Linked DNA regions of Mus musculus: region 2 is linked to region 1. A link is a contact called in public HiChIP or PLAC-seq data. All regions are on one chromosome and are shown on one strand. Each heading gives the region's core, a stretch centred on a gene start, on an enhancer-like site or on the middle of the called end of the contact. The rest is flanking DNA. Distances are from core to core; before and after follow the strand shown. Region 1 has its middle 5.2 kb from the start of Gm29595. Region 2 overlaps Armh3 (armadillo-like helical domain containing 3).

Region 1 (5,968 bases), core at 2,088-4,587:
CTGCACACGGGGAGTGTGTGAGTGTGTACACACAAGTATACCCTGGACCAGGGCTCAGACCCCTCCATCGTTCCCAACCTGCAGCTGCTCCCAGAGCCGACTCTGTGATTTGTAGTGCAGGCCACCCAGGGACTTTAATCTTCACCGTGACAAATGCAATAAAAGGAACAATTTGGAGATCAGAGCTAAGGAAGACACATTTACAAACCCTTCCCCAAAGGTTGGATGGCGCTGTCACCATGTGATTTGTGCAGGAGATGGAGCAGGAAGGGGGGGAAAGGGGGAGTCGGGGAGCTGGAGAAAGCAGCTGGGCTGGGGAAGAGGAAGCACCCTGTCACTCCCCGCTCGCTGCCGGATCATGGTGGGCGGGGTTAAGCGAGATGGGGGAGGGCCAGACCAATGGGCAGCCACTGCCTCCTCCCCAGCATGATCAAGGAGCACAACTCAATTACCCCAGAAACGTGAAGCTTCAGAGATCCATCTCAGCAGTTCCAGGAGGGGGTAAGAAGAGAGGGGACAGTGGTTGAAGGAGAAAGACAGACTGGCAGAGAGGCACAGTGAAAAGGCATTGTAATGGAAAGCAACGGAGCCCCAACCCACCCCACAGAAGCCCCAGTCTGGGGAAGGAAAAAGGAGGGGTGTTCCCAGCCTATCATAAAGCCCTGGCAGGACTGGGCATAGAGCAAAATGCACAGTGAGATCCAATCTCTGACAAACTTTTGGGGCAGGCAGGCAGGCAGATCAGCTGGGAGCGCTATGGGATGAGGTCAGGCTGGGTCTGAGAACGAGGCTGGCTGGCAGATGAGGTGGTGGCAGCGGCAGGGACTAAGGGCCTTCTCCACATTTCCCTTTCTCTAGCTGTGAAATTGTGCTAGGTTAGATGATTGGGGAAATGTCTGCCTACCTTCCATCTTGGAATCTTGAACAAACGACAGATGACTCAGTGGGGAGAGATAAGGTCGGTCCACTCCCAACTCCCCAGCTGCCTTTCCAGCTGTGGTCATGCTGGTCACTGGCTGGCACAGGATTCTGGTCTGCTGAGGTTTCAACTCTACTAAGCCAAGGTCAGACCCCCAGTCCTGGCCACTCTGCCCAGTTCAGAGTTCAAAGTTCCTCCTTGGCTCTCTAAAACTTGATCATTCTTATGTCCCTCTTGGCCTCCAAGCAAGGCCACCTGTCCCAACCCCACTCCAGCCTTGAACCGGAGATGATCTCTGCCCCAAGGTCTAACTTCCAAGCCTTTTAGCTCCTAAACTATGTCAACAGCTGAAATGCCCTTGTCCTCTTCTCTCCTAACCTTCCTCCTCCACCTGTCTTTGATCTTCCCAAGGCCAATTTCCTATCAGACTGAGGGACCAGAGTCCCATGCCCGGGGGAGGGTGTGATTTCTAGGCTGAGGCATTTAGATCCTCCAAATCATCACTGCCCAATGCTGGCTGACACAGGACTGTCTTCCTCGTCATCTCCAGGGCCAGACCCAGTCCCTGTACCCAAGAAAGTGAGTCTGCCAAGTGTTTGGATAGGAGTGGAGAAGAAGAGACACCAGGGAAGATTGGGTATGTTCTACCTAAAAGTAGTCATCGTAGTGATGACCCAGGGAACACAGAGAAACTAAACCAGCCAGACTGGCTCTATGCAGGCTGATGTCACATTCGGCCCACAGTGATGAGAGCTGAGAGGTATAAAGAGCGGCAGGAGCTGCAGACAAAAGTGTGTTTTGCGTGGTGGCGCATGCCTTTAATCCCAGCACTGGGCAGAGGCAGGCGGATTTCTGAGTTCGAGGCCAGCCTAGTCTACAAAGTGAGTTCCAGGACAGCCAGAGCTATACAGAGAGACCCTGTCTCCAAAAAAAAAAAAAAAAAAAAAAAAAAAAAAAAAAAAAAGTGTTTTGGCTTGGTTTGCTTATTTATGTAAGAAATCACTGCTCAAGAATGAATGGAAGGGGTTGGGGATATGGCTTAGTGGTTAAGAGCACTGACTGCTCTTCCAAAGGTCCTGAGTTCAAATCCCAGCAACCACATGGTGGCTCACAACCATCTGTAATGAGATCTGACACCCTCTTCTGGAGTGCCTGAAGATTGCTACAATGTACTTGCACATAATAAATAAATAAATCTTTAAAAAAAAAAAAAAAAGAATGAACAGAAGGGGCAGGAGACTAAGTTGAAAACAGGCTAGCTTTCCCAAGGTATCTTTGCACCAGAGAAATGGGCTGCAAGTGTGAAAACTTCAGACCACGCGAGTGGCGAGTGCCTCCATATGGACTCCACAGTGGATAGAGGACCTGAAGGAACCTTGTGCTTATAGCTGGATGGGGCAGTTCCCATGGTCCTCTGCTGCCTCCCCCTGGAGAGGGCAGGAAGGGAGTTCTGCCCTCCTTCCAGCCGGATGCAGCTTGCTTTCTCTTCCTCATACCTGCCCCACCCAGCTCCTGGAGTTCAGACACTGGATTAAGGATCGCCAGAGAAGCAGACATGATTGAGATGAGAGGGCAGAAGGAAAGAAAGGGAAGGAGAGAGGCATTGATTTATTGCTGTGAAGGATTGGCTCACAGATCATGGAAGCTGAGAAGTACCAAGATCTGTCGCTAGGAGCTGTCACAGTAGAGCATAGTCTTAGTCCTGAGAACGACAGGTGGGAGTCCTGGTGGGAGGCTGAACCAGCAATGCCACCTCCTAGGGCAGGAGGACAAGCAGAGCTTGGTCTTCTGCTCTTTGTTCAGTGGATTGGATGCTGCCCCTCACCTGAGTGATGGCAGATCTTCCTTCTAGAAGCCGAATGACCAAAAGTGAACATTCTCCTGGGAACACCCTCACAGACATATCCAGAAATAACATTTTATTTATTTTTTTTTTTGTCACATCACACACACAGACGAGACAGACAGAGAACTTAGATATACCCAGCCTTAATGCTCATATGACAGATCCTGGAGTAGGGACTAGTGGAGGGTGGGGGTTGGAAGGTGGAGTGCACCGTGGGAGGTTGGTATGGATTGGGCAGGGAGAACTCAGTCTAGACACTCGTTCAAAGTCTTAAAAACACTTGAGGAGCAAGAGAGTGGGCAAGCATAAAGAGGGAGACTTATTAAGTAGAGAGTCTGAACAGGGGGCCTCCTAGGGGGGAAAGACAGGGCAAGGAGCTCCTCTCAGAATCCTATAGTCAGGCCTTAACCATCTCTGATCTGAGTGAGGGGTGGGCTGGCTCAGGCCTCCAAGGGCACCCTGAGAAGGAGGCCATGAGAATGGTTCATCTTTCTTCCTGTTGGTCAGTGGATAGGGCAGGCAGAGCCTGGGCTGCAGGTCTTCACTTCCACTTCCTCTTCTGAAGTCTAGAGTCGCTCAGACTCAGTCATTGTCTGATGAAACCACGCTACCACACAGAAGTTCGCTACACGCTCCCAAGTGTGTGAAGGAGATCAGACTAAAACATCTGTACCTCACCCCACATCCAGGACTCAGGGGAAGAAGGGTCAAACCAGTGATGTGGCTTCCTGCCCCTGGCTTGGTGTTCTGAGTCTGGTCTTAGAACCTCTTGTCCTTTGGTAGCATTTAAGGTCAGAGTAGGTGGGAGGGTAGATGCGTTGACCGTGGGAGGCCTGCCTCTGTCCCTATCTTTGCCCTGCCAGTTCTCAGTGCCCTTTGGAAGTTTATAGTCATATAAATCGCAGAGTCCCATACCAGGCTTAGAGCCTGTGACTATAAATAGACATGAAGTAAACAAGGTGGCAGATGCAGGGGCTTGGGACAAGACAGAAAATCTGCCCCTCTTCGCTTGGTCAGGGGCCAAGGCACATCCGTGGAAAGGGATAGCTTCTCTCTTCACCTCTCTTCCCCTGACTGCTGGCTTCTGGCTGCCCATGACTCTGGGCTTCTAGTCCTTTCTCTCTGGGGAATATCATCCAAGGCGATTTTCCGCTCCAAGTCTCCCTACTGGCTTGTTCGGTTTCATCTTGGCAAGTCAAGAGGACGGTGGGGTGTCTCCATTACTCTCACTACCCCCGCCCCAACACTCACATGCTGGCTCCTTCCACCTGCTTCATACTCTGTACCCAGTTCCTCTAACAAGTCTAAAAAGGTGTTGCCCCTGCTAACCACAGCTCTACCACCAGGGGTGCCCGGATTCCTCCTCTGCTCTAACAGCGGAAGGGATGTTAATGCTCTCAGGCAGGCAACTTACTAAGAAAACTGGAGAAAGGAAACACAGAATCTCACTTCCTAGCCAATATTCCTTGCCCAAGTACAGATCATAATAGCACACAGATTTCCTGCCATTGAGATTGACTGACAGCTGCCTTGTTAATTGGAGTTTCTTCCCATCACTCCTGGGCTTTGGCGCTGGATCCCAGGGCAGAGACAATTTAGGTGGCACTGCTTGGTGATTCTAGCCTGCCTTTCTTCAGTCCCACAGCTGGGCTGATTTACTGCTCTGCACTTGTCCTGGTCACAGCAGTTCCTCGACTCCAAGTGTCCCTTGAGAGATTTCAGGCTTCACTCACTTTCAGTACAATTAACTGTCTTTGTCCATCTCAGAAGTCTGAATATTCAGCCCTGAAATAGCTTTACTCCTTCCCAAGTCCAGCTCTCCAAACACTATAGAAATTAGAACAGGCCAGACAGTGGTGGCACACTCCCTTAGTTCCAGAACTTGAGAGGCAGAGGCAGGTGGATCAAGGACAAACCTGGTCTACAGAGCATGTTCCAGGACAACCAGGACTACGAAGAAATTAGAACTGGAATGTAGTATTTTCCTTTTCCAGGTAAAGAACCTAAAAGCAGAGAGGCTCAGTGCCAATCACAGTGAAACAGCTAACAGCATCCTTGATGACAAGGCTCATGCCCAGGCTGGGAGTATTTCTCTGTAAAGCTGGGATCTTTATCCAGACCTTCAACCTCCCAGCTCCTGGCAACTTTCTTTCATCCCGAGAAACAGCATAGCTGCTTTCATGGGTCCCTTATCCTCTGAACCCAGTCTCCCGCCGTCCGTCCACTTAAGCAGGGAAAGGGAAGAGAGGGGTTCTGAGCTTCTGTGAATGTGAATGTATGTTTCTCTGCTTCCAGCTCTTTCCAAAGCCCATTCCCTGAATCATCTGATAGCTTGTTGGGCAGATGATCCTGAATCACATCCTGGAAGTCTATCTTCATAAGGCCTGGAGAAATGGGAGTTATCTCTCCCCTGTGGGACTCCGCTCTTTCTCCTCCAAAATGTCAAGTTCCTAATTTGTTTATTTTTGAGTCAGGATTTTATGTAGTCCAGGCTGGCCCCGAAAGCACTGTGCACCCAAAGATATCCTTGAACTTCTGATCTCCGACCTTCACCTGAGATGAGCAAGTGTGCATTTGTGTTAGTATCCAACCTAGGTCTTCATGTGTGCTAGCCAAGCCCTCTATTAACTAAGTTACAGCCCCAACCCCGAGTTTCCTAATTTGATTGGCACAGAAAAACCAAAACTGCTTTAAAAGTGATAGCACCTGTGTCCTAGATGTGCACACACTCACTGTACATATGCACTGTGCTCTCAGCCCCAGTCTGTTTGAGAGGTCTTAGTCTGCTCCTGCTGCTATAACAAAATGTAAGTCACTAAAAATTATTCCCCACACTGTTCAAGGCTAGCAGAAGACTCAGGGTCTGGTCAAGGCTCCCTCTCTGCTTCATAGATGGTACATCTTGCTGCACCCTCAAATAGTAGGGTATAGACAGATAGGCTCCCCCAAACCCCTTCTTGTTTTTTTGTTTTTTGTTTGTTTCTTTTTTTATTTATTATTATATCTAAGTACACTGTAGCTGTCTTCAGATGCACCAGAAGTGGGCATCAGGTCTCATTATGGATGGTTGTGAGCCACCATGTGGTTGCTGGGATTTGAACTCAGGACCTTCGGAAGAGCAGTCGGTGCTCTTAACCACTGAGCCATCTCTCCAGCCCTGTTTTTAAGACAGGGTTTCTCATTGTAGTCCTGGCTGTCCTGGA
Region 2 (6,345 bases), core at 2,331-4,830, 540 kb before region 1:
CTGTATTTTATCTACATGTTAGCCTGTACTGCTTGTTCTGATTGGAGCACCATGGCCCCCTAGTGGACACCCCCTGGGACCTTTTTCATCTCAGGAAGTCTTAGCATGATTTTTGTTTTTATGTTTTTCTCTGAGTTCATTTGCACATCAGAGGCATTTGATTCTATCCTTCTGTAAGTTATTAAATCCTTCCCATGTTGGTTTCCAGGTCATAATTTTTAGCCTCATGCTTAGGAAGAGGACAGTTGTGCTTGTTCTCATGCTGTGATAAACACCGTAGCCAGAAGCAACTTGTAGAGAAAAGGGTTCATTTCATCTTACAGATTCCAGGTCACTCCCTCAGAGCAAAGTCAAAGCAGGAACTCAAGACAGGAACCAGAGGCGGAGCTGAAACAGGCCATGTGCATTGTCTTCGTGGCTTGCTCAGCTTGCTCACTTGCATGCTTTTCTCTCTCTCTTTCTCTTCCTTCCCTTCCCTTCCCCCTTCCCTTCCCCCTTCCCTTCCCCCTTCCCCCTTCCCTTCCCCCTTCCCTTCCCCCTTCCCTTCCCCCTTCCCTTCCCCCTTCCCTTCCCCCTTCCCTTCCCCCTTCCCTTCCTTTTATTTCTGTGTGTGTGTGTTTGCCTATGTGTGTATACCAGGCACATGCAGCATCCTTAGGGGCCTGAAGAGGGTGTCAGATCCCCTAGAATTGGAGACAGTTGGGAGCTACCCAGTGTGGCTGCTCGTGTGATCTGGGTTCTTTGTAAGAACAGCAATCAGTCTTGACCATTGGCATCTCTCTGGTCCTTCAGCATGCTTTCTTATACTATCCAGGACCACCCGTCCTGAGGTGGCATTGCTCTCCCACATCAATAATCACTAATCAAAGAAATTTCATTAAGGGTTGCCTAGAAGCCAATGTGCTGGAGGCTTGACACTGTAGCTTATGTCAAGTTGACAGGAATAAACCCAAGGCTGCTCACTCCTGATTAACTGGATTGTCACTGTATTCCATCTGGGACCATAGTAATGTTAATTCTTTATTTCAGAGCCATCATCAATCACTTTAATCCCAAAATTGAGTCCTATGCTGCTGTGAATCACATATCTCAACTGTCGGAGGAACAGGTAAGCCACTGCTCTCCCCAGAATGACCTTGCTGGTGGGAAGGATCAGGAAGCTCTTTCTAGTAATGGGACTCTGTTACTAAGCTTTGAGCAAAGGAAGGAGTAGGATGGTCAAACCAGGCTGGTGAGAAGAGTTGGTGCAAGATTGCTTGCTGCTTCTTTAAACCTAGTAAACCCTCCTTCCCTTGTGCCATCTGAAGGGTTTGTTTAGTTGTACAAAGTATGAGCTGAAGCTTCATGGGTCGCTGTCTTAGAGCAGGTGATGGGACATCCATTGTCACGCTCTCAGGCACAGGGATTGTGATTTCTGAAAGTCAGACATGTCCACATGATGGTGCATACCTGTAATCGCAGCACTTGGAAGGTAAAAGCAGGAGTTAGAGGTGTCCTTGGTTATGCAGTGAGTCCAGCAACAGCCTGTACTGCATGCCACCCTGTCTTAAAACTCCAACAAACCAAACAAAAGTAAGACCTGATAACTTAGAAATGAACATAAATTCCAGCCACATGAAAACCTTGAGTTCAGCTTAACATGAAGGCATTTGGCTCATTAGAGCATGAGCTTTAATTGAGAGCTCATTGAGATGGGTTTTCATTAGTGATTGTGTTCTCTTTGCCTTGAACAGTTATTTCTGGGCAGGTTTGAGTTGAGGATGCAGATAGCTTTGTACATTTGTCTTCTTGAGGCTGGTCTGATTTCCCCTTCTCAGTTAGCACTTGTGCTCAGCTCTACACCATGTAAAAGTACAGATGGGATTCAGCCTGGCATGGAGTTGAACCCTGCTTCATCTGAGTTCTCTCTCTCTCTCTCTCTCTCTCTCTCTCTCTCTCTCTCTCTCTCTCTGTCTAAATAAGAGTCTTTATTAGAGTATAGCTTGATAAGTGTATAGCTTTATATAAATCTGCTGCTACAAAGAAAAAAAGACATAAAGCCAGGCTCATATAGCCTATGTTGGGTGTATGATTTTAGCTCATGTATATGGCTAAATTCCCTGTGTAGCTGAGGATGACCTTTCAGCTCCTGGCCCCCTCCTATACCTCCCAGTGCAGGAATGCCCCACCTTGCTCTTTCATTTGGGCTTTCGAGTCTTACACGCTGCTGAGGTGATGTCTTATTTGGGTAAAGCGCTCGCTGCCCAAGCATGGGAGCCTGAGCTCAGCCCCCAGCGCACACATACAAAAGCGAGGCGTGCCTGTAACTCCAACATCAAAAAGGCAGAGGTGTGTGGGTTCTCGGAGCCTGCTAGCTAGGCAGTCTAGTTAAACAGGTGACCTCTAAGTTCAGTGAAAGACCCCGACATACACATACACACACCACATACATACACACACACACACACACACACACACACACACACACACACACACACACACACACACGTACTTACATACCTGAATCTCCTTTTTTGCATTTCATCCTTCTAAGTTGGAAAAGCCAAGGAATAAATTCCAAACCTTGTATTTTCTGGTCTCCTTTTCTTGCCAGTGCATCCTTGTAGCACTTCTGAGTTTCTTAACTGACAGGACCAGCTAGCAGCTATTTTGTGACCATGTGTTCCAATGTTCTTGAAAGGTATTCAGTTCACCCAGTGAGGCAGCAGGCAAGCTTTTTTTTTAACAGAGCCTTCTCAGTTCTCCCTCCAGCAGCTCTCTGCAGCCAGGTGAATGGAACTCTATTGATCGATCTGTCAGTTGTTTCCTATTCAATATTTGTTCTCTTTTGTGACGCCAGCTGTGTGACTCCATCCTCACACTTAAAAAGCTGCCTTTATGAGTGGCTTTCATTCTCTTTTTCCTCTGCCTGTGGAGCAGAGCAGATTCCTGTTCTTTGCTGTTGGAGCTGTCTGTGTCATTTTCCTGCAGAACGCCTGTGTATTCTGTTCTGTGTGTTAGGGAAGGAGATGGTCCTCCTACCACTGTAAGCTTTGGGCAGCCTGAAAGCCATGCAGCAGCTTGGGAGGACAGCTGACATCGTTCTCCAGAGGTAGCAGCCACCAGCCAATGATAATTTAAAACAAAACAAAGCAAAACAAGACAAAAAACAAAAAAAACAAAACAAAACAAAAACCATGTGGTGCATGAGAAAAATCAGAAAAGGGAAAATTGACAAGCTGTCTCCTCATCCTCTTTCACCTCCACTCAAGGTTTAAAGTGATGCTAAAAAGTGGTCCTTGGATCCACAAGCCAGAATCGAGGAAAGGAACTCAGGTTACTCACCCATAGGGAAGAGGGCTGGGGATGGATAGGTGCCTGTGAGTGCTTATCTAGCATTCATTCCCCAGCACAGCCAACAGGAGGGGTCCTCGGTGATCTATTTACTGTGTGACAGTTACATGCTGTGACAGAACGCAGGGCAGTGAGGGTCACTGGTGACAAGTCCACGTGGAATCTCTGCAGTCCTGGTTATTGTGCGCTTGCTCGCTAGCTAGCTCGCTCGCTCGCTCGCTTCCTGTAACAGTACTGTTACCCCAGCACTCTGCTCTCAGAATGGTGGTTTCTCTTCCCCAACTGCCTCTGAAGGCTTCTAAATGAAGGCCCTTTTCCTCCCCCTCCCCCTTCTCCCTCCCTCTTCCTCTGTAGCAACAGCAAGTGAACTTGTTTTTTATCAGGTTAGAGTTATTTGACTACCTTGCCTGTCTCCAACACGTGGAGTACTTCTCTCCTGTTACTTATGAACTTTAATCCTAATGTCACAAAGTCAAAAGGATTTCCAGCTTCCCAAAGAGCTGGCTTTCAGGGCAGTGAGGCCCTGCAGCTGTTAGCAGCTACATTAGTAGAGAGGGGGGGTCGGGGGCAAAACAAAACAGGATTTTAATCTTTAGTAGATTCTAAAATACTTCTAAGATAAAACCTAAAGCCTGTTAATAGGCATTAGCTGGGGTTTATGGCATTTAGTAAGTTAGGCAGACAGGACAGGCTCTTTGTTAGCTCTGCCTGCCAGCTTTCCATTTTGTTCCTAGAAAAGATTTGTGAATTCTTTTTTGGGTGATGGAAACAGGGTTTTTCTGTGTGACAGTCTTGGCTGTCCTGGAATTCGATTTGTAGACCAGGCTGGCTTCACAGAGACCTGCCTCCCTCTGCCTGTGGAGTACTGGGATTAATCCTTTTTTAAAAAATACAGGGTTAGCCTAGTCTAACCTGGGACTCACTGTGTAGCCCAGGCTGGCCTTCAGCTCACAGAATCCTCTTGCTTCAGCCTCCCAGGTGCTGGCATTATAGACAGGAGGCCACCATTGCCACCTAGTTTTGTGAGGATTTTTGAAGATTTATTTATTTTTATAAGTTTAAATGTTTCATACATACTAGGCAATGTAGAACATTGTTGTAATCCCTACTGGGTGTAATGGTATCCTCCTTTAATACCAGAGGCAGGTAGATATCTGAATTTGAGGCCTGCCTAGTCTACACAGTGGTGAATTCTAGGACACCCAGAGCAACATAACAAGACCCTGTCTCAAACAAAACAAACAAAAGGGAGTGTGCTACCAATAGTGAAACTATGAGGTATAGTTATTCCTAGAACAGTTGGAGAAAAGTTACTCTCCAGGCTTATTGTCTACCCTCAACTGAGATTTAGCTCCTGTCTCTCTCCAGTGTAGCTCGGTAGTAAACATTCATGCTTATCTCGTAGAAACTGGAATTCCTTGGTCAAGGAATAAGAACCTTGAAAAGGATAAATCTATGATGATGTGACTGTTCTTCATGCCTGTAATCCCAGCATGCAGGTGGATGGTTGTTGAAGGTCAACCCAGGCTGTAGAGTGAGACCCTGTCGTAATGCATGTCAGCAAAAGAACTTTGTGACTTGAAGAGCTTTGTGTTGGCTTTGAGTCTTTTCTTTCTCACCACTACTTTCCTTGGTATTCATTTCTAGAACTCGGGCCTAGGACACAGAAAGAGCAGCTGCAGACCACTGGCCTTTTAATGAGTTGTCTGCTCCCTCACTACTGCCCTGGCCCCAGTTTTCATTCCCATAAGGTATTGAGTCGAACAGCCTATGTCTCCTTGGGACATTTCAGGGACTACTTTATCTGTACTAAATAAATGTGGGTTGAAGGCATATAATGGAAGCCCCTTCCTCCTGTACTGCAGTTAAACCCAGTGGTTCACACATTTAGTTAAGCAAGTGTTCTGTGATTGAGCTACATTCCCCAGACCCCCTTTCTAGTTTTTATCTTGATAGAGTCTTACTAATTTGCTCAGACTGTTCTTTAACTTGCTGTGTAGCTCAGGCGAGCTGCAGGCCTCCTGGCGCCCGGGTGTACATGCCTGTGCCGGCGGATCCCACTGATGTCTATGAAAAGTCCTTGGGGGCTGGAGAGGTGGCTCTGACTGCTCTTCCAGAGGACCCAAGTTCAACACCTACCTCACAACTACCTGTAACTCCAGTTCTAGGGGATCATGTACCCTTTTCTGGCCTTTGTGGTTAGCAGGCTGGCATGTGGTACATATATGCAGGCAAAGCACCCATACGTATAAAATAAGATAATTTTAAAGAGAGAGACTACAGCTGATGTTACACCATCAGCTGTTTTGTTTTGCAGGGCTCTGCAGTTGTCGTGCTCAATAGACAGAGAGGAAAGAAGAGCTTAACTCAAAAGAGGAAGGATACGGTTAGATAATAGAGAGGCATAAATTGGAAAATAATACTCAAAACTAGGACCTGAACAAGTCAGGAAGAATGGAGAATTCTAGAGTTTTTGAATGTCATGTCCTTGGGTCACAAAATGGTCTGAAGCTTTGTGGAACATAATAGCTCTAATTCCAGCACTTGGGAGGCAGAGGCAGGCAGAGCTCTGTGAGTTGGAGACCGGCCTTATTTCTACCCCACCCACCAAAAATCATCTAACTCAATTAGGCTGCCTACCACAGCCACGTGGTCCTTTACCTTTTTTTTTTCTTTTCTTTTCTTTGGTCCTTTACCTTTTTTTAAAAAAAAAAGATTTATTTATTTTTATGCATATGAGTACGCTATAGGTGGACAGATGGTTTGGAGCCTTCATGTTGTTAGGAATTGTATTTAGGACTTCTGCTCGCTCCGGTAGGCCCACTTGCTCCAGTCAACTCTGCTCACTCAGTCCCGAAGATTTATTTATTATTCTACATAAGTACACTGCAGCTGTCTTCAGACGCACCAGAAGAGGGCATCAGATCTCATTACGGGTGGTTGTGAGCCACCATGTGGTTGCTGGGAATTGAACTCAGGACCTCTGGAAGAGCAGTCTCAGTGCTCTTAACC

The links. HiChIP or PLAC-seq counts read pairs in DNA pulled down with a chosen protein or histone mark.
Region 2: an H3K27ac HiChIP or PLAC-seq map of microglia shows a contact between it and region 1, with 4 times the contacts expected there. The contact joins two enhancer-like sites. A contact is called at or near these places in 4 of 39 promoter capture datasets (hippocampal neurons, liver and pre-B cells) and 1 of 115 datasets of contacts at active chromatin or transcription factors (microglia).

Annotation. Positions count from the first base shown.
Region 1 is chr19:45,305,505-45,311,472 of GRCm38.p6, reverse strand. No RefSeq gene overlaps it. Among named protein-coding and RNA genes, the nearest start is that of Gm29595, 5.2 kb to the right of the region's middle. Within about 2 kb of position 3,337, at least 59 of the 459 cell types and tissues checked have an H3K27ac peak or open chromatin away from gene starts, as enhancers often do. A contact at or near this core is called in microglia, where this site is marked.
Region 2 is chr19:45,840,871-45,847,215 of GRCm38.p6, reverse strand. Armh3 (armadillo-like helical domain containing 3) reads left to right here. Exons shown (of 26, transcript NM_198296.2): 24 at 1,030-1,108. Among named protein-coding and RNA genes, the nearest start is that of Kcnip2, 28 kb to the right of the region's middle. Within about 2 kb of position 3,580, at least 95 of the 459 cell types and tissues checked have an H3K27ac peak or open chromatin away from gene starts, as enhancers often do. A contact at or near this core is called in microglia, where this site is marked.